Linked DNA regions of Zea mays: regions 1, 2 and 3 are each linked to region 4. Evidence: chromatin contacts called from public Hi-C data. All regions are on one chromosome and are shown on one strand. The core of a region is the stretch at or near the end of the contact, and the rest is flanking DNA. Distances in the headings are between cores, read along the strand shown.

What was found. A called contact is a pair of places that touch in the nucleus more often than the background predicts.
Region 1: a Hi-C map of tassel shows a contact between it and region 4, with 5 times the contacts expected there. The contact joins the promoter of LOC103634827 here to the promoter of LOC100273651 in region 4. A contact is called at or near these places in 4 of 25 Hi-C or Micro-C datasets (bundle sheath, ear, leaf and 1 more).
Region 2: a Hi-C map of leaf shows a contact between it and region 4, with 5 times the contacts expected there. The contact joins the promoter of LOC103634825 here to the promoter of LOC100273651 in region 4. A contact is called at or near these places in 3 of 25 Hi-C or Micro-C datasets (ear, leaf and tassel).
Region 3: a Hi-C map of ear shows a contact between it and region 4, with 4 times the contacts expected there. The contact joins the promoter of LOC100194114 here to the promoter of LOC100273651 in region 4. A contact is called at or near these places in 3 of 25 Hi-C or Micro-C datasets (ear, leaf and tassel).

What each region holds. Positions count from the first base shown.
Region 1 is chr8:14,980,110-14,987,189 of Zm-B73-REFERENCE-NAM-5.0, forward strand. It overlaps LOC103634827 (metallothionein-like protein 2A), which reads right to left and starts at 4,902. Exons shown (of 3, transcript NM_001353170.1): 1 at 4,776-4,902; 2 at 4,402-4,485; 3 at 3,792-4,222. The coding sequence starts at 4,840. The coding sequence ends at 4,123.
Region 2 is chr8:14,774,196-14,781,721 of Zm-B73-REFERENCE-NAM-5.0, forward strand. It overlaps LOC103634825 (factor of DNA methylation 1), which reads right to left and starts at 4,146. Exons shown (of 7, transcript XM_008657410.3): 1 at 3,780-4,146; 2 at 2,550-3,663; 3 at 1,862-2,043; 4 at 1,346-1,435; 5 at 975-1,256; 6 at 664-876; 7 at 1-558. The coding sequence starts at 3,624. The coding sequence ends at 325.
Region 3 is chr8:14,819,195-14,826,609 of Zm-B73-REFERENCE-NAM-5.0, forward strand. LOC100194114 reads right to left here and starts at 2,668. Exons shown (of 9, transcript NM_001139167.1): 1 at 2,533-2,668; 2 at 1,718-1,793; 3 at 1,466-1,589; 4 at 1,067-1,151; 5 at 718-850. The coding sequence starts at 2,571.
Region 4 is chr8:14,506,349-14,513,736 of Zm-B73-REFERENCE-NAM-5.0, forward strand. LOC100273651 reads left to right here and starts at 5,134. Exons shown (of 8, transcript NM_001279565.2): 1 at 5,134-5,266. The coding sequence starts at 5,215. LOC103634821 (thylakoid lumenal 15 kDa protein 1, chloroplastic) reads right to left here and starts at 919. Exons shown (of 7, transcript XM_008657408.4): 1 at 649-919; 2 at 444-539; 3 at 189-261; 4 at 2-63. The coding sequence starts at 831.

The DNA of each region.
Region 1 (7,080 bases), core at 3,652-6,151, 470 kb after region 4:
CACCATGTTCGATGCCCATCGAGGGCAACATGGCGCTTTCCCCCCCCCCCTCCTCCTTGCGGAAAGGCGACGCAGGGGCGTATGTAAAAAAAGCCGAGTCTGTCCCTGATCGCCCTCTCGCCCTGTGCAGAGGCTCGGGGGCTGCTCTCGCAAACCCGGCTCCGGCCGAACCGTTGACAGCGTCAACATACCAGCCCGAAAACTTGGGACCCGACCGTACACCCGGGCTACGGCCAGCTCGCATGAGGGAACGACCAGACCAGCTGAAGCACTACGTGAGGCATTAAGACCTCGAAGGAGTGAAACCACTCCTCCGAGGCCTCGGGGGCTACACCCGGCGGGTGCGCTCGCGCGCATCCGCCGGAACAAAACGCAACCGAGAAAGGCTAGTCCCCTTGCAAAAAAGTGCGACGAAAGCCTCCAAGCGAGTGCAAACACTCCCTTCGAGGCTCGGGGGCTACTGTCGGGGACCATAATTAGGGGTACCCTCAAGGCTCCTAATTCTCAGCTGGTAACCCCCATCAGCACAAAGCTGCAAAGGCCTGATGGGTGCGATTAAGTCAGGGATTAGTCCATTCGAGGGACACGATCACGCCTCGCCCGAGCCTAGCCTCGGACAAGGGCAGCCGACCCCGGAGGATTTCCGTCTCGCCCGAGGCCCCCCTTCTGCGGCGAACACATTCCCGGCTCGCCCGAGGCCCTGCCTTCGCTAAGAAGCAACCCTGACCAAATCGCCGCACCGACCGACCAAGTCGCAGGAGCATTTAATGCAAAGGTGGCCTGACACCCTTATCCTGACACGCGCCCCCCAGCCGGCAGAGCCGAAGTGACCGTCGTCACTTTGCCGCTCCACTGACCGGCCTGACAGAAGGACACGCCGCCTGCGCCACTCCGACTGCAGTGCCACTTGACAGAGTAAGACTGACAGGCAGTCAGGCCCTGCCGAAGGCACCATAGGAAGCTCCGCTTCGCCCGACCCAGGGCTCGGACTCGGGCTAAGTCCCGGAAGAAGGCGAACTCCGCTCCGCCCGACCCAGGGCTTGGACTCGGGCTAAGTCCCGGAAGACGGCGAACTCCGCCCGACCCAGGGCTCGGACTCGGGCTAAGTCCCGGAAGACGGCGAACTCCGCTCCGCCCGACCCAGGGCTCGGACTCGGGCTAAGTCCCGGAAGACGGCGAACTCCGCCCGACCCAGGGCTCGGACTTGGGCTCGGCCCCAGAAGACGACGATCTCCGCCTCGCCCGACCCAGGGCTCGGACTTGGGCTCGGCCCCAGAAGACGACGAACTCCGCTTCGCCCGACCCTAGGGCTCGGACTCCACCCCGGCACCAGCCGGCAATCTCCGCCTCGCCCGACCCGGGGGCTCGGACTCGACCTCGGCTTCGGAGGAGCTTCCACATCGCCCAACCTAGGGCGCAGACCAGCCACGTCAACAGGAGGCGCCATCATCACCCTACCCCGAGCTGACTCGGGCCGCAGGGAACAAGACCGGCGTCCCATCTGGCTCGCTCCGCCAGATAGGCAATGATGGCGCCCCGCATGCTCTGTCACGACGGCGGCTCTCAGCCCCCTTACGGAAGCAAGAGGACGTCAGCAAGGACTCAACCGCTCCGACAGCTGTCCCTCCGCCAAGCTCCATCGCTCCTCCGACGGCCACGACATCACACCAGCTGGGTGCCAAGATCTCTCCGGTTGCCACAACGGCATGTACCTAGGGCGCTAGCTCACCTCCGCTAGACACGTAGCACTCTGCTACACCCCCCATTGTACACCTGGATCCTCTCCTTACGCCTATAAAAGGGAGGACCAGGGCCCTCTTAGAGAGGGTTGGCCGCGCGGGGACGAGGACGAGAACAGTCGCTCGCCGGAGGCCGCTCGCTCCCTCTCCCGCGTGGACGCTTGTAACCCCCTACTGCAAGCGCACCCGACCTGGGCGCGGGACGAACACGAAGGCCGCGGGATTCCCACCTCTCTCACGCCGGTCTCCGGCCGCCTCGCTCTCCCCCCTTCGCGCTCGCCCTCGCGCTCGACCCATCTGGGCTGGGGCACGCGGCGACATTCATTCGTCGGCCCAGGGACCCACCGGTCTCGGAACGCCGACAGATATATATCTTTTGTTTGTTTGGATGGAACAGCAAAAACAAATAAAAAAGGGACTTCCTGGTCACTTTTCCGAGTGTAACACTCGGCAAAGAGTGTCTTTGCCGAGTGCTATGACCATGGCACTCAGCAAAGAAGGAAACCTGGGAACCGGTAAAGCCATCTTTGCCGAGTGCTGACCATGGCACTCGGCAAAGAAGGAAACCTGAGAACCGGTAAAGCCATCTTTGCCGAGTGCTGTGGTCAAGGCACTCGGCAAAGGGACTGGCAAAGGGGCCCACTAGAGGACTCTTTGCCGAGTGCCAGTCCACTAAACACTCGGCAAAGAAGCCTCCTTTCCCGAGTGTCTACGAGAGCTCTCGGCACAGGGACTGGCGGTGGGGCCCACTGGACCTGTCTTTGCCGAGGGCCGTGAGAGCAGACACTCGGCAAAATTGGCCTCTTTGCCGAGTGCCAAAGAAGACACTCGGCAAAGGATCCGTCACCGTCACTTGGCGCCGTGATGGTGACTTTTCTTTGCCGAGTGCCCGACAAAAAGTACTCGGCAAAGAGGTTGTTGCCGATGTACAGTTCGCCGAGCGTTCTTTGCCGATTGTTACACTCGGCAAAGCCTTTGCTAAATGTAAAATAGCCTTTGCCGAGTGTCTGAGACACTCGGCAAAGGAGCTGTGTCCGGTAGTGACTAGGGGCATTTGGTTACAGACTTACAGGTACTAAAGCGTATACCGAATACATGTCTTAAATATAGTTTAATTATAAAATTAATTATTATATAGGTGAGTATTAAACGACAAGATAATTTTGTTAGGTCAAATTAATCCATGATTAGCAAACGACAAGATAATTTTGTTAGGTCAAATTAATCCATAATTAGCAAATGTTTATTGTAGCATTATATAGACGAATCATGAACTATATAGACTTAATAGTTTCGTCTTACCGTTTAGTTTGTATCTGGACTAGTGCTGGGAATTAGGCCGGGCCGGGCCGGGCCAGCCCAGCCCAAGCCCATCGTGCCAAACAGGTTCGGGCCAGTAAAGCCCAAATAATTTTTGGACTGTGTCGTGCCAGCCCGAAGTATAAAAACAGTGGCCCAGCCCGGCCCTAAACCACGTCGTGCCTTCTTTGGGCCGTGCCGGCCCAAGCCCGGCCCGTGTATTTGACCACATAAACTCAAAATATTATAATCATATAAAGTTCATAACTTACTAAATTAAAGATATTAAACAATTGTAGCATCATTTGATCACATAAACTCTAAATATAACAACAATATAAAGTCGATATCTTACTAAATTAAAGAAATTAAATAGATTGGGCTTAATTGGACCGTGCCGGCCCAAGCCCGGCCCATCTATGCGGGCCGTGCTGGGGGCCTGACGGGCCGGAAATTGAGGCCCGTCCCAAGCCCGCCTTCAGGCCGTGCTAGCCCGGTCCAAATTATTTCATGCCGAGCCGTGCTTTGGGCTCTTATTTTCGGGTCGTGCTCGTGCTGGCCCAAAAAGTTCGGCCTATACTCCCAGCACTAATCTGGACAGAGGTAGCGGTGGGGCTGGCGCATAGAGCCTCACTAAAAGCTCTCCTAAGATTTTTAGTATACATGTATAATGTACTTAAAAATAGCCTTCAAACATCTGACGCGATTAAAAATTAGGAGAGGAACCAAACACCCCCCTTATACTCCCGGGAACAGACATCAGGAAAGGGTACACGCATCACACAAAAGGTGGGGTATGGATAAGATTATAGATGGATGGTGACACAACACAGCAGGGCACATGGCTAGCCTGCTAGCGTGCGGCACCCACACAACACAACACACTGCTCGCCAGAAGCGCCCCAGGAGGCCAGGGGAGGACACGACGCCGCCATCAGCCATCATCATCATCTCAGACTCAGAGCATGCCATGGCACGCAACTGACTGACTGACTCGAAACACACACAGCGACGCCGCTATACTTTATTAAGCTTTATAATTAGCTAGCTTCCTCCGGCCGGCCTGCAGGGTGGAGCACCTAGCTCACTTGCCGCAGTTGCAGGGGTCGCACTGGCAGTTGCCGCCGCACTTGCACCCGCCGTTCTCAGCTCCGGCGGCCGCCTCGAACCCGCCCTCGGCGTGCCTGCATCCATACCATCACCACCATAAAGAGAACATAAAGAGATATTTGGCGCGTTCTGTTCTCTACCATACTGGCACCGCCTATCCATCCATATGCCGACAGTAGTACACAGCTCATAATAACTCAACACCACATGTTATTTGGCGCCGATCGAGAGAGAGGGGTGAGGGAGCACATACCCCTTGGATGGTGCGACACCCATGATGAGAGCCTGGGTGGTGGTGGTCACCTGCTCAGCCATGTCCGGGTACATCTTGCTGCACCTGCATACATGTAGAGACAGACAGACATACAGATCGATAACGATGAGCATGACGAGAAAAAAAGGCAGCAAAGGTTCGGTTCCGATCCGTGGATGGATGGATGGACGTGAATCGAAGCGCATGCAGCAAGACGAAAAGCAGAGCCAGCCAGCCATGGAGGAAGGCGTGCAGATCAGGGCCGGAAACCACATATATATATATATATATATATATATATATATATACACATGTTCATCCGCCGTCAGATCTGACTCCGGCCGAGAGCGCAACGCGGACTGGACGGGGCTTACCCTCCGCAGCCGTTGCCGCACTTGCAGCCGGAGCCGCACCCACAGTTGCCTCCGCAGCACGACATCCTCTCTCTCTCGACCTCGCAAACAAGAACACGGATGAACTGAACGAACGAAGCTCACAGTCGCAGTGGACAGACGACCTGCGGCCTTGCTCCCGTTTTATAAGGCCGGGCGGGGGAGCAGGCCAGCCATCTGGCCGCCCACGCGGCGCGGGGTCTGGATGCTCCCGTGACGTGCGAAGTTACGCTCCTGCCCCCCACCCCTGCACGGCTCTGGCCGTAGCCGTCCATGCGCCATGAGACGCGGACAAATGCGGTTCGGAGAGCGAGCGTCACGCGCGCCGCGTATCCTATGCGGACTGCGGGCGGTGCGATCCGGATTTTCGCTGCGGGGGCAGGGCAGTAAATTGAATCAGTCCGCCACCTACTACAAGCCTACAACTATCAACCATTTTTTTTGTTTGTATTGTTCGCTTTAAAACGTTTGTGTGACGAATTTTTGGTTCCGTTACTACTAAATTTTAGTGTAAGATTAAACTTTAGTCCCTATTCTGTTTGTCTAAAAACTAAAGACCATTAAAACAGATGACCAAAGACCAAAAATAATGCTTCCAGCAAGTAATTAATCAGAGACACATACAATAATGAGAGGTAAATATAGTCCAGAATATGCTTTAGTCCCTTTTAATCATCCCCTCAAAGGACTATAGACTAATTTGACAATTTAGTCCTTCACTTATAACTTGTATTGACAATTTAGCTCCTAAAAGGAACTAAAAGAGAGAGACTAAAGTTTAGTTCTGTAGAACCAAATAGTGTGCCATCAAAATAGTGTCTCTAAATTTAAAATACTATATTGTTTACAATGTTTAGCATACTTCAAACAAATTAAGCTCTAACAGTCAAACCCTAAATCATGTATTTGAGGAAATAAATTGTATTATTTAAAAAGAAAAGATCGTCTAAATTATGTGTTTTAGGAAATAAATTATATTATTCAAAAAGAAAAGATCGAGATGATGTAGAAAACAAGGATAGAGCAGCAATCCGAGATTTAGTATATTTAGGTTACTTTATGGTCTGCTCTATTTTTTGATATTTTTTTTTTGTAAAATATAACATTGTTGGAGTTGTTTCTTTATGAATTGAACTCGATAGGACACTGGTTTAAGACATTGTTGAAGATAATCGATGCAAATAAAACTTGCAGGGATTCCTCATGTTTCGATTCATTGAATTGAATGAGATTCTATGACATAGTTAGAAACTCACTAAGTGCATATACAACCAGAAGCTTTAAATAGAGCCCTAAAAACTAAAATAGGACCATATTTGTTTAGAGCTTGAAATAAATTTACACTTCAATAGTTGGACCTTAAATAATACTATTTTGAAACTAAATCATATTATTCGAGAAAAATAGTTGGAGATTAAAAGAAAACGATGATATGACTCTAATATACGGGGAATTATATTTATGACCCGAGAGACCGAGCTCTATAATCATTTAATAACACTTTATGAAATAGAGCTATTGTCGAAGGGTGATTTTTGGTCCTGAGCCCTATATTTTAAATCACAACCATATTTAGAGCCCCTCTTAAAGATGATCTAAGAAACACAAGGGAATGAATGGAAATTTTATTTCATCCCGCTATAAAGGTAATTTTACTCCTTGAAAACAGAATGAAACCTCTAGTGACCAAACCATTTGAAGCTTGCAAAACAGAATTTATTTCATTTACATACAAGACATTATCTCCTGCGCGCGCCTTGAAAAAGGAAACAAACACCCCCATCCGCTTCGATCAAATACTTATATTGCACCCCCCCCTATAAATCATTTTAGAAAATTATGTTTTGGATATAAAAAGAGCACTTTTATAATTTATAGCAAATATAATTCTTTATCGATGGTACCGAGAGGGCTGTCTCATCTATTCAGGAGAAAAGATGCTTATTTTATAAATATCTTAAAAGTATACTGCTTTTTAGGTATAGGAGATATAAACAGGACATATTGCTGCACCTCCAACTTCTAAAATAATATCTTTTAGGTATAGGAGATTGGATACGATATCTTATAAAGATGCTCTAGCTACCAAGTTGACCTGCACAAATAGCATGGATATCTAGTTTGTTTTGTCGGAACCCTTAGGTTCTTTCACATGAAATAACTTTTGAAAAAAAGTTCTGTTTATTTGTTTGATCGTAGTTCTTCTCTCTTGATGTTCTCCAGATGTATCTATATATGCACGGACTCCGCACACCATCAACCAAATCCTTGGATTAAAGACCCCTCT
Region 2 (7,526 bases), core at 2,896-5,395, 270 kb after region 4:
TTAAAAAAGCTCGATTTTATGATAACTTTAGGAATTGATTTATTCAGAGACATTGAGGGGCGAAGGGAGTAACAGCAGCAAGAAAGACTACTCATCTCAACAATCATACAGGTTAGGCTAGGGCGCCTGCGGCAACAGCACCACATGCACAAGCATATGAACATGATGCATAAGGCATACCCAAGCCTGGATCGCGGGCACTTTATCGTGCCAGATTTCACTACACAAGAGGGGCATCTCCTATGCCAGACTGCCACTTGGGGATCGAGCAGCACACGACTGATGCAACAACATAGAAGGCACTACTCGGCATCAGGCACCTCCTCAGCCCCTCCTGCGCTTCGTCGTCGTGTCCATCTGACTGAACAGGTACTTGAGCACCTCCTTCACCGTCGCCTTCCGGCCTTTCCTAAAGTTCCAGAGCTCCGGCACAACATACCTCCCGCTAGGGTTATACTCGTTAATCTCCATCAGTGCGGTCTTCACCGCATTGCACACATCATCGCCGTACTCGATCCACAGGAACTTCAGTTTTGTGTCATCGTCATCCAGAATTTCCTGCAACGAATGAGGGTGGATATGATTTTTTTTTCCAAACAAATACTAATAGAGGTTCTATAAGCATTAAAGATAACACATAGCTGGACAGAACTGAGCAAGTACCTTATTTTCTCCGTTAACCTCAACCATCTTAAAAGGATGCCAGGATGGCTTCTTTAGTTCATCCTGCCAACTTGTGACTAGCTCTGCTGCTTTGATCTCGTACTCATCCTTTCCGTATTTTGTTTTACATGCATTTTGGAAAGGCTTTTCATCGAGTTCCCCCATTCTTTTGACCCCGATAGCTGTCCGTCCATTTAGCTCTTCCTCCAAACCCTGCTCATTGTGAAAATCATTTCATCATTCAAAATCATTTTATGAGCATCAACTGGTAGAGGAATTGTTAGGTGCATGGTAGAGAAAATAGGCAGCACCTTTATCAGTTCTTTTCGGGCTTCTTGTAGCTCATCATTACTTTCACGCTCCTTCCTCACGAGATCCCCACTCAATTCCTCCAGACGCTTCTTTTCACGCTCAAATCTTTCGCTCAGCTTCTCCATCTTCTCATGGATATCTCCCCCGTCATCATCTCCCTCTAAATGTTTCATCACTTGGAGTGTACCATTCAACCGTTCTACTTCGAGCTCAAGCTGCTGCTTCTCATGCAGCTCTTTTTCTAGTTGAAGCATTCTAGCAAGTACATCTTCCTTTTCCCTCTGTTGGTATTAAGGTGTATCCGTTTTCATCTCTACATTATAGAGAAACATGTACAAAACATCATTAAGAAAAAATGCTAAGTGCAAACCTCCTGGTCAGCCAATAGCTTCAGAACATCTGCATCAGCCCTCTGCTGCTCTATACTTGCTAGCTCAAGTTCACTGTTATCGTATTTTGCCTGTACATTTCAGAAGAGAAACAAAAAAAAAGTATAAGATACTGCAGTATGCACTTATGCTATCGTAACGATATGCTCAGTTGTTACTTTTAGTTCTATATGTCCACCAAACTATGGGCATGCAATTAGATTGTACAAAGAAACCTGATATCCTTGGGGAAATGCCATAAAATCAAAACGATAAAGTACTTAATAGTAATGCATCCTTATCAAAGTGAAAGCATTGATGATATATCATTTTAACAACCATTGAAAAAATAGCAAATAACTATGAAGTCCTTATTTTCAGGATAAAGTCAAACGCTTAAAATAAAAAAATGTTTGACACCACCATAGATCCATATTAGAGCACCATCTACATGACACTTCAGAAAAGGTTGCATGTGCATAGCTTTAGTGCTTCACTTGTAAAATTGTTTAGCTTACCTTCTGCTTCTCATTATCAAGTGTCTTCCTGTCGTTAGCATTCTCAGTTGATATTTTGTCAAGCTCCTTAGCTCGCAAGTTCAGTTCTCTCTTCTTACTTTCTAAGTCAATCCTCAAGTTTTCATTCTCTTGGAAAATCCGCAAAGCATTTTCACGAGCCCTACGATGAAGATTGCGCATTTCTGAAAATAGAATATATAATTTATAAGATAAATGACTTCCAATAGAGAAGTTTGCTTTGTTGATTTTGTAAAGTCAAAAATTTGAGCGCTCAAAATTAAAGATTGGGAGAGGTCAGAGATTTGTTTGTACGTGTAGCCAATGTTCATCCCATCAGGTAAATCTTTAGTCTTGCCTTACCGATAAAAATTAATGCTAAAGCACATAAGGCATGAATAACTTCATGCATGATGCATCATAAGACATAATATTATCTCAACAAGTCATGCGTTCATCTAACCAACCCGTGATTTCTTTTCTTCAAATAATCCATGTATAATATAAAGAAGGAACAAAAAACAAACAAACAGTTTTAGAACTTCCATGAAAATATATAAAATGCAAGGTACAAGATACAGTTAACATAGATGGATATGCTATAGAAATGGCTAGACATGTCAACCATGCAGGCAAAACTCTAAACCATCAAGTAGAACCAAGGGAAAGGGAGAGAAATTGCACGGATTACCTTCATTATATGCCTCATGTAGTTTCCTGTTGTCCTCCTCAAGCCTTGAGATGGAGAGTTCTGTCGCATTCTTCTTTGTTTCCAAATCCTGCAAGTGTCGGTTCTTTTCCTCGATCTTGGATGCCAGTATTGCCACCATCTCCCCTGATTTCTCTAATTCAGTCTTGGAAACCTCGTCTATTGTTTTCAGGACGGTGTGCTTTCTCAAGAATCTCCCTACCACACTCGGCGAATCATAATCCTCAGCTCGGGCAACCCACCCATAAACCTTGACCTCACCTTCGCCACCATCTCCCTCCACGGAACCTATACCATTATCTCTCATCTCAAATTCCTTCTTCCCTAGCTTATTGATGCTGAAATGGTTCTCCAGCGTAAGAGCGTCGCTGAATCCGCTCCAATCATTGGTAAACCTCACAACTGCAAAGGTTTCTGCGACTTCGACCTCATCGACAAACAAAGGCACAACCTCAACCGAACTAAACATGGCTACTCTACCAGCAAAGTCCTCAGTATTGAACCCTGCCCCAGCCGCAAGGACACAAGCCCACGGCCAAGAAAACCTCTCAACCTCCCGCGGCAGACCCACTTTCGCCGCCACAGAACTGGATCCAGCAGTATCTACATTAGCCTTGGCCTTCCCGTCGCCATTGGTACTGCCATCTCTATTAGCAGGGGTGGGTTTAATGGCACCTTGAATGCCAGTGATACCGACGAGGTCTTCCGCAAATGACGGCTCGGTGCGGACAAAGCGCGCGAAGGCGCGGTGGTTCGCGCGCTCGCGGCCGTGACGGCGGTGCTTGCTGGAGACGCCGATGCCGTCGGCGTGCTGGAGGAGGTCCTTTATCTTGTACCCCTGCTTCTTCTTGCCGGGGCAGAAGGGGCAGCGGAAGGTGCCGTCCGGGTTGCGCACCCGGTGCTTGCCGGACTTGAGGAGGCCAAACGACTCCTCCTCGTAGTCGCTCTCCGCATCCGAGTCGTCCTCGTCGGGGTCGTCGGAGCCGTCCTCCGCCGCGGCAGCCTCGGCCTCGGCCTCCTCGTAGGGGTCCACGTAGTCGTCCAGGTCAAGATCCATCCCCGCCCCGGAGCGCAGGGATTCAAGCAGATACGGTTCCTGTACGTACACAAGAACAGCCGTTCTTTGTCAGATCTTTCGAAGCAAAGAGGCGATATTTCTCCCAAATGTTCGTCGATCCAGGAATCTAAAAAGAGGAAATGGGAAGGACTCACCTTTTTTTCCCCCGAACTGGAGCACAGTCGCTGCAAGATGCAGTTGGGCGGAGAAAGCCCTGGCCAATATCGAGCCAGCGGCGATTTCGTGTTTTCTCGCACAGGATTGAATTCGACTACACCGCCATAGCTGGATCTATTGGTGGTATGGCGGAGTCGGAAGAGGCGAGAGTTCTACCCGAGGATTTAAGCGCAGGGCGTTCGATCCCCATTAGCACAGCACACTGGGGTTTAGGGGCGCACGTGAGAGAAGAAAAAGGCACTCAAGTACCCCGACCGCGTTGACAGACGGTTCCTAGGACCGGGATTCGAGGGCTCCTTCTGAATTTTTTCTTTCTGCCATTTTCAAGATGGTTTTGTCGTTTGCGTCGAGCTGAACAATCTTTACTATCATATCTACCCTGGTTACTAAAAAACTCAGATTTAGCAAATTATTAAATATAAAGAAATAAAAGTAATCTTATTCTCAATTCTTAGGTTATTAAATATTTTAAAATTATGTCATTCTCATATGTCCACATTTTCCTATTTCAACTATATTTCTTTTGCAGCAGCGTGTGTGACTCGCTTGTGGCCATCGGCTACAGCGTCTAGGCAGGGGATGCAGGATGTTGGCCGCTACTTGGATTACCGATTACGTATTCTGCTGCGACACACCAGTCATATTGGAACATCTGCAAAGGCGACTATAGCGTTGAGCTATATCAAGAAGATTATGTATATGATCGTGAAAAAAATGTTTTACATTATAGATCGTATTGTTTATAAAGTGGATTTTGAAATAAGATATGGTATGAATAATCTGTTGGAGATAGCTTTACCGGTAGCCAGAGGCTGGCCACTAGTTAGCACTTGGCACCATGGTGATCCTTGTGAGAGCTATATATCATTATAGTAGGAGGATTTAACTCTCTCTACAGTTAGGAGTTCCCCTCCCATATTTTGTTGGTTGTTTGCTTGATTTTGATCTAGGCTTCCTATTAATCAAGTATGCTTGATTGCTAGATCCGATCATTTGCTTCTTAGATTCTGACATGGATCTGGTCGGTTGCTTGCTAGATCCCACGATATTTCTTCAAGTATGGTTGATTCAAGTGTTGATGTGATAAATGGTTATGCTTGTGATCGGTTCCTTGGATCTATGCTTGCTTATTTATCCTCAGATATGTTATCTTGGTCCTTCATACCTCACTATGACGAATCTAATGTGTGTTGCTTGATTTCTACATGTTATTGAAAGTTGCCTAGAGGGGTGAATAGACAAGTTAAAGCTTTTTCAACAAAAACTAGAAGCAAACTGGGTAAAACTGAATTGATCTCGAAATTCACCCAGTTAACTTTGAAAATGAGATGTTCTAAATGATCCACAGGGTTCAAAGTAGTAGATCTGAGAAGGGCACTTCTCAAAATCCACACACCAAAAAGATATAAACAAATCTTTCACGGAATGGTGAGAGAACGAAGAACACAAATAAGCACAATGAACAAGAACACAAGAGACACAAGATTTATCCCGAGGTTCGATCACACCACCAAGGTGCCCTACTTCCTCGTTGAGGCGTCCACAAAGAGTCGGGTCTCTTTCAACCCTAATCCTCCCTTTGCCGACCACAAAGGTCAAGCTCACACACTAATCTTTGCTCAAACGAGTGGGTAATACAAACTTTCTTGTGGTCTTCCACAAGATTTGGAGACTCACAAGAGACACCTAGTCATCTAGGAGCTAGAAGCTCTAAGAGTAATGAATCCACAAAGAACTCGATGTAGTACCAAAGCTCGAATGAAGAAGAGCAAGAGAGATTTGGAGATGAAGCACAAAAACTGTAGCTCTCAAAACTCACTCAAAGATTTCTCTCCAAAGATTTAAAATGGGAGAGGCAAGAGATGTGTGAGAGAGAATGGGAGGTGTTCTTCAAGTTAGAAATGGAGTTTGGGTCGTGCTCTTATGTGGGGAGAGAGGTAGGAGTGAGTATATATAGGTGGGGCTTCAAAACTAGCCGTTGGGATGATTTTGGCTGTGGAGGACCGGTTGAACCGCCCCTAGGGCTGGTTCAACCGCCTAGGGCAGGCTGACAGTCAGTCTGCCAGACTAGCAGACTGTAGGTCAGACTGCAAAAATAGGTCCAGACACCGATTGAACCGCAGTTTTGACCAGTGAGGTCTAGGAAAAAACACCGGTTGAACTTTCCTTGGACCCCGGTTGAACCTTTTTGGACCCCGGTTGAACTTTTCCTGGACCCCGGTTGAACCTGCCTGGACCCCAGTTGAAGTTGAAGTTCAACTGGAGTCGAGAAAGCTCAACACAGCTAAAAAGCTCAGCTGCAGCTGAAGAAGCTCAACTCAACTGAAGTTTAGTTCAGTTGAAAAGCTCAGCTGCATCTGAAGAAGCTCAGCTGCTTTTCAACAAGAACACTCTAGGTTTCTCAAACCTAACCACGGTCAACCATAGAATTTTAAAGAGATTTTGGTTTGCAAAAAATAGCTTTTGAATATAGAGGCTTGAGCTTTGGCAAACACCAACCTTTTTTTTGGGATCCCCTTTATAGTACGACAATTCCTATACTCAAATTAAATAAAATTAATTAAGTAAACTCCTTGAGTCATTGGTGTCTCATGTGTGATTTCTCCATGGCGTTGCTTCATAAGGATCACAAACATCTTTGTCTCACCTTTTGAAGCAAACACAAATCAAACCCTGTGACTTGTACCATATCACCATATATGTGTTCAAATCATGGCTTCAAGTCACCTTACTGATGCATCAACATGTTATAACTCTTCATAGCTGATTAGTTCATCGATTTAGTGCAGGTACTCTCTTCTTCACTTTAGCCATGGTACCTCGGTCCACAAGCCGTCGCTTGGCCTTCACCTTCGCTTAATTCCTCGAAGCCCTTTCCTTGCTATCTTCACCCTATCAAGCCATTCTTGAGTCACATCATATTGAGCATCCATTGAGAGAATCATTTCTTCAATATTGTGAACCTTGCTTGAATGTCTTCTAGATATAACTGTTAAGATTAATCAAGCTCTAGTTTGATTCTCATAGAAGCATATATGGACTGATAGTAATATGGTCAAGCCAATTCACGATTCCTCATATCTTATTCACTTTGGCTTGACCAATCCTCTTAATCACTTCATCCTCTATTTCGATCATATGTATGTAGTGATTTCTCAGGTCTTGTCCATATATTCAAACCAATATAGAGACCATATTATATCTATTTGCATTGTCTCATTGGTTATTTAACCTCGTGTTGAACCTTTGTTCACTGATCATTATACACTATTCAAGTATGTTCATCATACTGAATTTCCTGTTCAACACTTAGCAAACTCGTTAGACCTTTAAATGTGTTGTTATCCAAATCACCAAAACTCACAAAAGGGGTGAATGCACTTTCAGTTATGTTGTAGATCTCGTATTGTTTTAGTGCCTTTGATTTTCTAAATACGATGTTTTCTAGTGTCTTCTAGCTTAATTAGGTATTCATGGTTACTTTTGTTCGTCTGTACTTCTGTTTTTGTATTTTTACCTTGTCCTGGTAACTTGTTCATTATTGTCTCCCTTGTTATCCTCTACATCCCATGTTGTGTCTGTTTTTTGTGTCGGGTTATCCTTATTGCACATGATTATAATTTATCAGTATATTCTCTATTGTGAGCAACATATTTAGGTCAATGATTACATTTATAATACAACACTAGTGTATCACTGGAGGAGCATCTATGGATGCATCATCC
Region 3 (7,415 bases), core at 1,418-3,917, 310 kb after region 4:
GAAAGGAAAATCCAGCATGTAAATTCATCCAAGCAACAGAAACAAAAACTCGGCCAGGGAAGGAAAGACCGCCCTCCCGGTATTCTATTAAGAAGAGACCGAAACATGGTCCCGGCCGAAAAAATCCCCGAACCCTAGCCCCCCATCACTAGTTGGCCGACATCGCGCACTCTGCAAATGCCCAGCCGGAGGGTGGGGTGCATGACATAACCCGAGGGCGGGCGGGGCACAACGAAGGGATTTTTTAACCAAGCCCGAAATTCGCCCCCAAGGGGGATCGAACCCGGGACCTGGAGGTGCTACTTGGAAGCTTTAACCATTACGCTAAAGGCCCTTTCGCAGCGACAGAAACACACATAAGTTGATTCCTAAACTAAAGCTGTTACAGAAAAACAGTAATGTCCGAACTCCGGATATGTAGATTATCTAACAGAACTGATCACCAGAAGCAAAGGGCCTGTTCAGTTTGGGTTTCAGCTGCTGTGGCTAGCTGCAGCTAGCTTATGACTACAGTAACTCTACTGTGACACCTGAGAGGCAGCAGCCAACGACTGAATAAATGCCAGACGAACAATCTCAACCAAAAGATGTATAGCTACATTTATATAATGAACCAACAAGGCAGCAACTCTTCATTACCATTAAAAAACTAACCATGAAGGGCTAGAAAGAGACTACACATGTCATGTCACTGGAGGGAATGTAAAGGAAAAGTACCAGCAATTGCTTTTGTTTGTGCAGCAACAACATCCATGGTTGAACCAGCCTCCCTCTCCTCAAGGGTCTCACCAACACATGCAATGACCTTTAGTCCCTGAGACAGAGCAAAAGCAACCTTGTCTCCAACAAACTGGCATCCAAGCAGAAGAGTAAAACCATTAGATGTGAACATTCATTGAATGGCAGTGGCTATGCCGAAGACAGGGAACAGCTAAATAATTGGTTGGTGTCTCAGGGGAGAATTAAAGTAGATACAACATAGTCCCAGATAAAAATATGCACACATTACAAGCGCAATGAAAATAACACAAAAGACATGTTGCATAAGTTGTGACATGGATCATACCTCATTTGATTCTCCCAGCAGAGCTCTCCTTTCAGAGTGTCCAAGAATGACCCAGGGAACGCCAAGGTTGACGAGCATCTCAGCACTGCATCAATAATGACTTCGTAATCAACTAATAGTGAAATTCAATGGGGAAACAAGCGCAATACACAAACTGCTGAATTATGTTACATATATGCAGAATGCTTAACATAGCATAGTAATCAGATGATAATAGTTAAAATTGAATGAAAACATGAAAGGTGACCTCAAAGGACTCCGTGCATAATGGTCAAGAAATATAAGCAATTATTCTAGTACAAGACTATGTATTTGCTTCAAAGTTTTGACAATAATCCTTCCACAGATTGGTCATTATGACATATGTCGTAGTCAGCCAGGATAGAATTAAAGACTAACCTAATTTCACCGGTGAATGCACCTCCCTTCTTCACCCAGCAGTTCTGAGCAGCAACTTGGAACTCTTGGCGCAGCTGGCTCTTGACCACCGGGAGGAACACATAAGGAGGACTGACAACGACCTCTGCAATGCAAACAGTTACAACTCATTAAGCACATCATACAATTGGTAAATTTCTCAGGACTACACAAATGTATGCAATGTTCAAGGTCAGTCCTAAAACATATTATGTAAATTTTGGTTGTCCATACCAACAACATCTGAAGAGGGAACATTTCCTTCATTCAGGGTTTTGACAATCTTCTCAACCTGATCTGTGGTTCCATTCTGCACGCATCAATATCAACCATGACATGATCAGTTATCAAGCAATTCAATATATATACATGTCACTTGTATGAGAAATTTGGCAAAGCAACAGGCTCTTTCACTGCCAGTGTGTATTCGATTCACAAAAGGAGCTCCAACCTACTATCAGATTGAGCAAGCTCTTACACTGCCAATGAGTACTCAATTCGCGAGGAGCTCCAACCTATGCTCAGATTGAGCAAGCCCCGAGCTCCATGACAAGAAACGTAAGGTTAATTCGTGCAGCAAACGAGAATGGGTCTCCAAAAGTTGGATATCGAACTCCTCTGCTCCTACAGACAACATGCATCACGAAACTTATGAAGGGCTTTTACGATTTGCTCTGCGCTGGAGCCTGGGAAGCACAGGCGCATTGGAAGAAGAACGCGGGCTCTTCCAGCTAGGTCACAACATACAAAAACCATCAACATCACCTTAGATTCCGTTTTGTACGAGAACGACCAGATCGATTCTATTCGTGGCCGGACCTTAACCTGGAGGCATCATATCCGGGCTTCCCAACCAAGAGCAAAAAACCCAATTATTACGGTGAACTGAATCCAGAGCAATCGAATCCAAACCCCCTCCCCAAACAAAAACAAAAACAAAAACAAAACACTGCCTAGCTTAACCGTAAACGGGATCAGATATACTACCAAAGGTCCACATCCCATCCACGAAAGAAAAATAGGCAGTTCGACGGGGGAAGAGAAATTACGCATTTCCAGTTGCCACCAACGAAGAACTTGCGGCCCATCTCGGCCGGGTGTCGATTAGATTGGGTACGGATGGGGGAGAGGAGGAAGGGCGCTTCTAAATTGTATTTGGCTTCTTGCAGAGGAAGAGGAAGGAAGAGAAGGTGCAAATGATAACACAGGCGGAGTGAGGTTTGTGGCCTCTCATGTGAGACATGAGGCCTGCCGGCCAGTATTCACGATGACATGTGGCCCCTACTGCCACATGGAATTTTCTTGTACGTTTTACCTTAAAAAAGAGGTATAGGTATCTTTCTATCTCTATCTCTATATATCTTCTTATTATATATATAAGATATATATAAATTATCTATTTATCTATTCTACTATATGGACTACCTTTATCTATCTAACTATCTATCTATATATATAGATAAAATTTTAAAAACAAAAAAGGTGTTCTACTCTATATCTATGTATTTATCTACCAATAACAATGATAGAGAGTGAAGAATTATATTAACCTGACTTTTATTTCTGAAGTGTCTATTTTTTTACATATCTTATGTGTGATTCAAACTCACAACTTGTACTCATATAAATTAAAATAATTGTATTTAGTAACAATATACTCTTTTCGGTATAAATAAATTATCTATTTATCTATTCTACTATATAGACTACTTTTATCTATCTAACTATCTATCTATATATAGATAAAATTTTAAAACAAAAAGGGTGTTCTACTCTACATCTATGTATTTATCTACCAATAATAATGATAGAGAGTGAATAATTTTATTAACCTGACTTTTATTTCTGAGGTGTCCATTTTTTTTACATATCTTGTGTGTGATTCAAACTCACAACTTGTACTCATATAAATCAGGATAACTGTATTTAGTAACAATATGCTCTTTTCGGTCTAAATTATAAGTCATTTAAACCTTATTGGAATGAAAGTATCTTAAGTTCAACTAAATTTGTACAATAACATTAATAAATTAAAATAAGTACAGTTATATTTTTTTATTGATTATGTTTTATAGCATGTCTATTCGATAATATAAATCATCGTGATGTTTCCGTAGTTTTATTTAAAGTTAAGGTGTTTTGGCTCTCTAAAAAAGTTAAAAATGACTTATAAGCATGCTTGCAGCATATGAAATATATTTTGCTAATTATGAGCAAAAACTAAAACATTTAGGGGGTGTTTGAACGTACTAGACTAATAGTTAATTAGCTAAAAAAAATTGCTAATAGAATTAGCTAGCTACAATTAACTAATTTACTAAAAATAGCTAATAGTTGAATTATTAGTTAGATTGTTTGAATGTCTTTAATTAATTTTAGTCATTAACTATTAGCTCTAGTGTATTTAAACATTGTTTAGCCTACCTCTAACAAGACAGGTAAAATGTGAAAATATCCATACTTCCAGCAAGGTAGGCAAAATGTAAAAATATCCATCGCACGATACTGCAGCACAATTTATGTCTCCAGCACACAGGTAAAATGCACATGAAGAGATAAGTTATGCAAATTTGTCCACCATCTCTTCTTCAATGCATAATTTTGCAAATACATAATCTGATGGAGAAACAAAATTTTGTACACCACACATATACCCTTGTTAGAAATAGCTACATAGTACTTACCTTACTAAAGGCTAGTTTGAGAACTCTATTTTTCTAAAGTATTATTATTTTTCTAAGAAAGAATAAAATATTTTTTCTTGAAAAAAAATATAAGTCTCTTAAAAAAAATAGGTTCCGAAACTAGGTCTAAAATATATTTCCGCGTGAAAATGTGCCGCGGAGGCAAATCCCAAACTCGCTACTATGATCGCTCCATGTTATTTGTTTTATCGTCACATATAGCTGTCAATATCCCAATTCGCCACTTTCTTATCAAAAAATATAGGAAGATCGATATCTATTCTATATCTAATGATAGAAAGTAAAGTGTTTCTTCGTATCTGTTTTTTTATTCGTAGAACACCCGTCTTTGGTCCGTCATCCTGTCCGATTTTTTTCCGTGCTCAGTCGTTTTCCGTCACCTGAACGTTTGATTCGCTGTATGTAGTTTGGAAACAGAATACTGATTGGACAACGGACTGGCTGCTAGCTGTCCCTCGTCTCAACATAATACAAACAAATAACTAGCTGTATGTACAGGAGTTTGTTTTTGCTGAGTTGATTTTGATTCGATTCATTGTGAGGGTGATTTCATTCATTCTCTCTCTTGTCTTTCCTTATTCGTATTTTTTACTTATTTTTAAAAACCTCTCCCTCTCTTATTTTCTCCCCCTATTTCTCTCTATTTAGCTATCCTTTACATTTTAACTAAGGTATTTGATTTTATACAACATTTTTGGAGTTCAAAAAAATATAATATTTATAATATCGTAATATGCATGGTTATATGGTAACTAATATTGAAAATAATTAATTTTGTAATTAATATCATTGATCCGTGAAGGGGGAGATTAGGGTTTTTTCTCCTCTCATTGAGAATGGGGAGGGGAGGAGAGTGGATGGTTGTAGCATCTCCATGAGCAATCATACACTGAAAATCATGGGGAGGTGAGCAATTGTGTGAACGGTGGAGCCGTGGTCTAATATTGTCGGCGTTTCGACCCCGGGGGGGGGGGTCCCTGGACCGACGAGTGAATTGTCGCTGCGTGTCCCTGCCCAGATGGGTTGGCGCGGGATGGAACACAAGATGTGGGACAAGCCTTGTATTATCCTGCACCAGGGGTGCCGCTCGCAGTAGGGGTTACAAGCGCGTCGCGTGAGGGACAGAGAGAGGGGGACACAGAGCTCGTCCGCCGCTTCCCTCACGCGAACCCCCCTCAAGGTGGCCCTGGACCTCCCTTTTATAGAGGCAAGGAGAGAGTCCAGTCGTACAACGGGGGGCGTAGCTATGTGCTAACGTATCCGGCAGTGGAGTGCCTAAGCCCTGTGTACATGCCAACGTGGCCGTTGGGGGAGAGCTTGGGTCCTGTACATGTGATGGCGTGGCCGCCGGAGGAGCGCCTGAGTCCTGTAGGAGCACAGCTGGCAGCGCGGCGAGGACCCTGCTGACGTCTCCTTGCTGTCGTAAGGGGCTGAGAGGCACCGGCGTCATGGCGCACGCAGGGCACCATCATTACCCGTCGCCGGGGTAAGCCAGATGGGACGCCGGTCTTGTTCTTCGTAGCCTGAGCAGGCTAGGAATAGGGAAATGATGTTTCCCCTGTTAGCGCGGTCGGTCTGAGCCCAGGGTCGGTCGAGGCGGAGACTTCTCTTGAGGTCGAGGCCGGGGTCGGGCGAGGACGCAATTCCTCCCGAGACCGGGGTCGAGGCCGAGTCCGAGGGTCGGGCGAGGCGGAGATCTCCTCTCAAGGCCGGAGCGTGAGGTCGGGCGAGGCGGAAACCTCCTTCCGAGGCCGGAGCGTGAGGTCGGGCGAGGCGGAGCTTCCTGTTGCGCCCGAGGCTTGAACTCGGTGGTTGATCGTGACTTGTTGTCAGTCGTTGCCGGGGTGGCTGACACGGTAGTCGGAGTGGAGCGAGCGACGCTGTTTTCCTGTCATGTCGGATAGTAAAGAAGAGGGGCGAAGTGACTGCGGTCACTTCGGCCTGGCCGACTGAGGCGTGTGTGTCAGGATACGGCGTCAGGCATCCCCTGCATTTAATGCGCCTGCGAAGCGGTCTGTTGGTGAGGCGGTATGGCCAAGGTTGCTTCACAATGAAGCCTGCCCGAGCCGAGCCTCGGGAGAGCCGAGGGGGCACCCGCTGTCTGAGGAGGCCCTCGGGCGAGGCGTGAACTTGTCTGGGACTACTGTTCCAACCCGAGGCTAGGCTCGGGTGAGATTGCGTTCCTCGGACAGACGAAGTCTTGGCTTGAACCGCACCCGTCAGTCGGTCTGCGGGTGTTAACCAGCCATGATTAGGAGTGTTGGGGGTACCCCTAATTATGGTACCCGACAGTAGCCCCCGAGCCTCGAAGGGAGTGATGGTACTCGCTTGGAGGCTTTTGCCGCGTTTCAGTGAGGGGACCGGCCTTTCTTGGTTTTTGCCTTGTTCTGGGGGGTGCGCGCGAGCGCACCCGCCGGGTGTAGCCCCCGAGGCCTCGAAGGAGTGGTTTGACTCCTCCGAGGTCTGAATGCTTTTCGTGGTGCTTCGGCCAGTCTGATCGTTCCCTCATGCGGCCCGGCCGTAGCCCGGGTGCGTGGTCGGGTTCCAAGTTATCAAGCTGGTTTGTTGACGCTGTCAACAGTTTTGGCCGTGGCCGGGTGCGAGAGCAGCCCCCGAGCCTCTGCACGGAGCGAGAGGACGATCAAGGACTTTCCCGACTTTTATTATACGCCCCTGGGTCGCCTTTCCGCAAGGAGGAGGGGGGAAAGCGCCATGTTGCCCTCGGAGGGCGCCGAACATGGTGTTTCCAGTGAGCTGCTAACGGGTGATCCGAGTGGACGCCCGTGCCCCGTTCGTTAGGGGTTGGCTGGTGGCCCAGAGGCGCGCTCCAAAAGTACCTGCGGGTGATTCGCCGGACCTAGACCCCTTCGACAGGGTCCGAGGGCTCGATGCCTCCCTCCGGAGGGATTCCGTTACAAATCGTTCCCACTGGTCTCGGAAATGTCCTAGGGTACCTCAGGAGCGTAGCCCGAGCCTCGGCTATGTATCGAACGTACCCAGAGTCATCCCTCACTCTGCGTGCTCTGGGGCGACTGTTGAACCCTTCTGAGGGGCCAGCCTACGAACCCCTGATCAGTAGTGGGCACGGAGCCCGGGCGCTCTGGGGCGGCTGTCGAACCCTTCCGAGGGGCCAGCCTTCGAACCCCTGATCAGTAATGGGCTTGAAGTCCGAGTGCTCTAGGGCGGCTGTCGAAACCCTTCCGAGGGGCCAGCCTTCGAACCCCTGA
Region 4 (7,388 bases), core at 3,884-6,383:
CCTTCGTTAAATTCGCCAGCGACAAATCAGCGCCTCTAAGATCAGCGTCAGAGAGATCAGCGCCTGAATCCGTCGGCCGGCAAACATACCCAGCACCAGCAGTAAGCCACAGTCACGAACTTTCCAATGACAAGAAACAAGAGACTGGAAGGAATCATCGAAGATGAAGCAGCAAGCAAGTTAAATACTTGTGAGGTCTGCATCGAAGAAGCTCGCGCCGAGCAGGTTCGCGCCTTTGAAGTTCGCCTGCCTCAGTATAGACTGCACCATCAAGAAGAGCAAGATTCAGCGAACATGAGCAAGACCCTGGCAAATGACGACATGTCTTGCAAGATTAGACGCGTTTCAAGCGAGGGTTCTTCTCATCGAGAAGGATGCGGTAAGAACCGTAAGGAAACTGCACATGCTAGGCAAGGTGAGAGTGGGACGTGAATTGGCAGTACCGTCTTGAAGTCCTGCTTGATGAGTGTCTGGCCGCTGAAGTCCTTGCCGGTGAGGTCCTGCCCCCGCGTCACCTGCTTCCCGTACGGTCCTCCTCCCTGCAGGCACGTACGGAGTACGCCACGCGCGCCGTCAACACCGACACCCCAATCCGCAGGAAGTTTGGGAGGACAGCAGAAACAAGGCAGTGGGGTGTAAACGGCGGACAATGAAAGCCACGGCGGGGTCGGCGGCGAGGAGCGAGGCGGCGACGAGCGCGGCGGCGCCGGCATTGGCGAGGCGGAAGTGCACGGAGGAGCGTACAGCCGTATACGGCGACGTCGCCGGTGGCGCGGCGCCGGCGAGGGCGGGTGGAGACGGCGCGAGCCTGAGGGCACCCAGGATGGCCATGGCCGTGAGTTTCAGTCTTTCAGAGCTGTCTGTTCCTGTTTCCTTCTAGGCTGCCGTGTGTCCATCCGCCTTATCTGTTTTGTGCTGCTGCTTGTGCTTGGGATTGGACGATTGGTCAGCCAAACCCACAATTCTCAAAAACAAAACAAACCACACACCCAAAAAAATAACCCAGTGGCACACACGTCACACGCTCCGCCTTATTACATTGGCAGCGGATCCTAATTCGTCTCAAATATATTTGCTATATTTTATCTATCACGTACAAAAAGGATCATTTTTCCAAAAAAAAAACACAAGTAAATGTATACAAACTCTACAACTTATATAACTATAACTGAGGCTTATGCTACGATCATGGGAGGAGAGAGAGGAGAGGTTGACGACGACGATGGCAGCGCCAAGAGAGGGGTTAACAACGACAGCGACGAGGACACGAGCGAAGGGGAGGGAACACTAGGGCAATGGGTCAAGGGAGGGAGAGGGGATGCAGGATGACCCAAATAACATTGTCTATTAAATTTGAGTAAGGGATTGATGATTATCCAACGATCTAAACATTAATTTTGATGGTGTGTTAAGTTTGAGTGCAATTTGTTTGATGGATTTAGTGGAGGTTATGAGTGTGGGATTGATTTGGTTATGTGGATTTTGCAAAGTTTAAACTAGTGGATTGAACGGGTGGATTATATAGTGCTATAGATAAGCTAGGTGTCGCAGTAACAACACAACTATAACCTCTATAACACAATTTGTTACTATAATACCTTTTGTAAAAAATTATAATTAATAAGGTTATGCCCAATAGACCGTGTTGTCGTGCATATATGTGTGCAAAATACCGTTTTGCACTGCTTATAGAATAGAGTTTGAAATTAATAGGTGGAATGAGTTTACACTTTGAGAGTGGAATTAGTGTGCAAAACACCGTTTTGCAAAATATAAGTTTACACTTTGAGAGTGAAATTAGTATGTATCATTTATGCCAATTTGCTAGCTAGCGTCAATCGTATGGTTGTTATAACTCATAAGACCGTGTCTAGCAGGTTATCCATATGATCATCCAAAATACTATTTTGCACTGTAGAATGCACTGCTCGTAGAGTGAAGTTCGAAATAGGTGATGTGATGGGAGAGAAGATGAATAAGCTGTTGGAGATAGTATAAGAAAAATTTCCTTCAAAGAAACAACATTAGCACAACTAGTTTGACAATAATATGCCCCTAGTTACAACTACTTGAAGCTTAATCCAACAAGAGAAAGCTTTACACAATTCAAGTATAAAGGATATCTACTACACTAAGCACTAATACCAGAATTGATCCACTAACAAAACCATTAGCTACGAACAACTAAAACAAGGGAAATAAGCTAGAGATCTAGACTAGAACATCTATACAATAAACTTACTACACAACAGTAAAGCAAAAGTATAGAGAGCTCAAGCCACATAAGTAGAGACACAATATTTATCCTCATGGTTCAGTGACCCGCGTGACACCTCAAATGTTACCCACACGTTGAGTGGCAACTTAAGTATCAAACAAGATATATCAGATAGTGTTCGCATGCTCTAGTTAAATCTTGCAAGTGTTGATCAAGAGATGGTGTGAAACATTTTTTAATGAGGAGAACTAAAACTTTTTAAACATAATGGGAAAACTATTTCGCTTAAATGTCAACTTGTTTTAAAAAATGTACACGAGTAGTGTTAATCATGTCTCATATAGCACATGACATAAACATGAACCTTTTTGGTCTTATGAAAAATTGTAGATTGTTTGGAATCAAAATGCCACATAAAATGAGGAGCTCCAGCTTGTTTTAATTGTTTTACCCAAGTTAGTCAAAACATGTGATGTCAAACCTTGCATTCATGCTTAAATAACTCTAGATTCACTCTATAATAAAAATTAGTAGGGTTTATGTTTCAAAAATACGAGAAAGTACCTAAAACATCTAAAACCCTAGTACACCCCCTTTCTTGATCCTCATGTAACTCCAAGTGTTGTCGACCGTAAAGCTATCTCTAGCAGAAGTTGCATGCGGATGCGTATTTGAACGATCATTGTACGAATGCAAGAGCGCAAACGAGAGGACGTTTCCTGCAGAGCGTGTAACAGACGTGACGCAGAGGAGATAAAAACCATGGATTTGGACTATGGGGAGGTTAAGCACATTTTTCACATCATCATTCATGATCTGCTGGAACAGATAGACAATTGCTTGCGAGCACGTAAAAGGTAAAATGCACATATATTTGTCCGCTTGGGACTTTTGCTAGAGATAGTTTAAGGAAGAGCAAGGGCCACAAAGAAAGAAGAAAGAGTAGATGGTAAAAGATACACATTACATGCCCTTTCTCTCACGTGATGTTACATAAATAATTATTTTAAAATTTTGAAAAGTAGGTTTGTAATGACATGCTTGAAATTACCCAGGCTATCTCTAAGAGCATCTCCACTAATCCAAAAAAACTCCAAAAATTAATTTAAAATGTTAGTAATAAAAAAATTACGCTCCCACAACTTCTTAAATAAGGTCCAAATATACCATTTTTCTAAATATTTTTATTTAATCTCTAAACTTAGACATTTGCTTCGCACTTTCAATAGCCTATATCGCCCATTAATCACATTGTGAAATAACTTATCTGTCATTATTGAATTTGCATCCGCGCATAAATAATGCACTTTAAATGATTTAAGTTGTAGAAATGTTAAATTTATCATCAGGTTAGTATAATTTAAAAATATTTAACGACCTAAAATTAAAAATTGTTAGAGGCTAGCAACTTGATAAATCAGTTTTTAAAGAGTTTTTTTAACTCTTATATTCAAACTTTACTATATAGTACTATCTCTGTTCTTAAATATTTATCACTCGCTAGTTTATTTTTGAGTCAAAACGATAAAGGGAGTACTGTACTAGAACGGTCTTAACAAAAAAATATGTTTACATCCTAGCGACGAGGAAATTTTTGCCATTATAAAACACGGCACATTTAGTTTCGTAGAAATGGAGACGTTGGGGAAAGATTCGACGATATAAAAATACACAGGAACGCGTAGCCGACAAAATAGACTCAAAATCTTTATTAGCCACCGAGGAGAACAATTAAACTTCCTCGCCGTCGGTGCTTAGGCCCACCGTCCAAATCAGGTGGCCTCGCCGCGGGCGGTGGTTGCGCGGGCTCTGCCGGTTCCTCGGGCTCTTTGCTCCACCGGAGGCTCTGCCGGTGCCTCGGGCTCTTTGCTCCACCGGAGACTAGGGCCTCGTACGGGATGCTGGAGGCTGGGACGTCACCGAGCAGCTCGACGGGAAAGCTTCTACATCTGCTTCTCTCGTCCCCTCCGCCACGCCGAGGTGGCGGAACATCGTCTATCCTATATTCGCATGTAGGAATCAATCATCCGAGCTCAAATCAACCAACAGCACCTATGCTCCTCGTGACATCATCCCCTGGAGATGGTACGCTGCAGCTCCTCTCCCGCTGCACAAAACTTGTTCATGTCCATCGTCCCTCGTCCCTCTCCTCCAGACCACGCCCAAATCACCACGATTCTACACTGTTCCAGACCACTTCCCGAAGTCGAATTTCCCCGAGCACAACTCGTTTCCAAATTCCAATCGCTCGAAACCCAGTGTAAATTTCATTTTTTATGGCGTGTTCGGTTAGCTCTCAATCCATGTGTATTGAGTGAGATTGGATGAGTTTTAATCCCAAAAAGTCTAACTTCTTCTCATTTTTTTTTCAATCTCATCCAATCCATATGTATTGGGAATAACCGAACAAGCCCTTACATGGAAATTGACACCGTCATTTTTTTACCGTACGTCATATAAAGAGCCAAATTTACATCGAATATCAAATAGAAAAGACTTATATTTTGGGGAACATATCTATTGCTCAAAGGGGTACGGTGTTCAAGTGCACTTTTTAAATTTGATATATTCATCTCACATCCAGCGGCTGCAGTTAATTTGATTAAGAACCCTCCCACCAAGTGAAGAAGGTGAAAGAGATTGTTTGTAAAATTGGTGCTTCTGTTAGATTAGATGTTGGATGGACGTTCCAGATTTAAAATGTGTACGTGAGTACCGTACCTCTTTGAGCACCGGATACGATTACGTGAGATGTGAGATGAATGCATCAGATTTAAAAAGTGCACTTGAAACTGTACCTGTTTGAGTACCAGATATGTTATATGTGTATTTCCATGTCATTGAATCCCTCCTCAACATCTTCGTTTCGACGAAGTCGAATGTGTCGTGTTTTATAATGTCAAAAATCTCAGCGACGAGGGGCAACAGTTTTCTCGAAGAAGGGAAGGCAGCCTCTTCCTCGTCGCCGGCGACGTCACCCTCAGCGGCTATCAGGGATGCCGGTCAGGGTGGTAGATACCGCCACGCCTTCCTCCCAGCCCTCCCCAGGTTCCCTTACCCTCCTCGCATCCTCCATCTCCAATAAATACGCTATGCGCATCAGGTCCGCTTTATACGATCAGGTCTAGATCTTATCGGATTATCGTTTTTTTTTGTTGCCTGGGCGTGATGTGATTTCGTTGGATTACTGTTGGAAGCTATTTTTTCTGATCTAGATTGGCCTAAAAGCAACTCCAAGAAGGAGTTCTAAACTTGAGCCTTAAAATTTGTATTAGGACCTTTTGATTTATTTAGGATCTCCAACAACCAGGCCTTAAAATCAGGATACCCAGCTGGGATCCTTACCCAGCTTCCATCTTCTCTGCACGAGGCAACGCGCTTTTTTCTAGCATATCCTTCTCGTCAGCTACGCATTCGTTCGCAATCGGCCGCATGAGGCCCACATCATCCTTCCTCAAGGGCTGCACAGTTAAGCGCGACGGCTGCACACGGCTGCAAGGTACAGCTCGACGGCTGCTGGTAGGGGCATCACCGCATCATCCCTGCACGGTAGGCTCTTGACCCCTGCACAATACGGCTGGAGGGCTACGAGACGAGTGGTGGCGGAGTCTGCTCGCTGGAGGTTGGGCGCGTGGACGAGGTGAATAGTTCATTTAGAACCTGCTGCAGATTTGCAACAAGTAAGCAGTGTGTTGATCAAGTGTATTTTGCATTGTAACCGTTATATGATGCGATATATGATAGCTTAGAAATAATATTTTATATTGCCATATGTGCACTGCAGAAACATGTATGCAACTAGGAGATCTATGATCCATCTCGAAGATGAAGAATTAGATGATGAACTTGACCACCTCATGCTTCTCATGATGGGTGAATATCGGAAGAGGAAGCATAAGCAGCGAAAGAAGCATCGAGGTTCAGTTTTTGGACACAAGGTTTACAATCAAAATAGAGATGAACACGGTATGAAATTATACCTTGACTATTTTGCTGAGCACCCAACATATCCTGAGAAGATGTTCCGACGCCGTTTTCTAATGAGTTCCTCTCTTTTCAAACGGATAGCTAAAGCTGTTGAACAACATACCTCTAGATTCTTGTCGAATTGCATCTATGGCAGTGTTTAGCGAGGAGCTTCACGACCCTTTCGTGGCTGTTCCGGCTTTCTTTGATCCATGCGATGGAGTTTGACGACGGAAGAGATGGGCTTGCCGGCAGGTGGGAGCAGGGCGCGCCGACGAGATGGCAGCCCTGTGCGCCAACGAGGGACGAACGTGGCCGGGAGGAAGCGCACAAACTCTGGAGGGCAGCCTTGTTCACCGATGAGTGACGGCCGTGGACGGAGAGACGAGACGTGCGGGCATCGGTGCGCGGTGGCGAGTCACCAAGATGAGCGGAGAGGTGGGGAGCACGGGAAATGCGCCGGCGGCTCATGTCTGTGGGCAGAGATGCCGTGGCCCCGACATATGGCGGCTGCGGATCAGGGGCGCAGAAGCCCTATCACTGAAGGGAGATGAGGATTTCCTGAACGGTTTGGTAGTTGAGATACTAGAATAGGACCTCTGTACGAGGTTGTATATTTAGGACCTTTAGGTTGGAGTCCTATATAAATTTGATTATTGTTGGAAGCTATTTTTAGTCCTCAACCCTTTAATTTAAGATAAGGCCCAGTTTAGCACCTTTGTTGGAGTTGCTCTAAGTTACCTTGAGTTTGACTGGCTGCAGTTTGATCCTTTCTATCAGCTAAATTACTGTGTCCAAAACTTAAGCGTCAGCTGGGGGTAGTCAGCAGTGAGTCTTGATGCTTTTGAGCCTTGGAATTTTTTTTTGCGTTTTGGTTCCAAATTCAGTTGGAAGCTTCTCCCTGATAACGTAGTGTTGCTAATATTTGCATGTGTTTGATCATTCATGTGTAATGACAGTGCTCGGCGTCCGAAATCATGGTCCGTTACTCATGAGATTGTGACTTGAGTGTGACAACATTTCTGCTCATGCTGTATTGTTTGCTGGTTCTTAGAAAACCAATTGTTGCCATGTTGATGGAAGTTCTAGTTAATCCGAAAACATATAGTGGTTTTTCCTTATGGGAATCTAATTAGTTTTTGTAGAATTTATTAACATGAATTTTCCTTTCTTTTTTTCCTTTTCAGTTACAACTGCTTCGGTG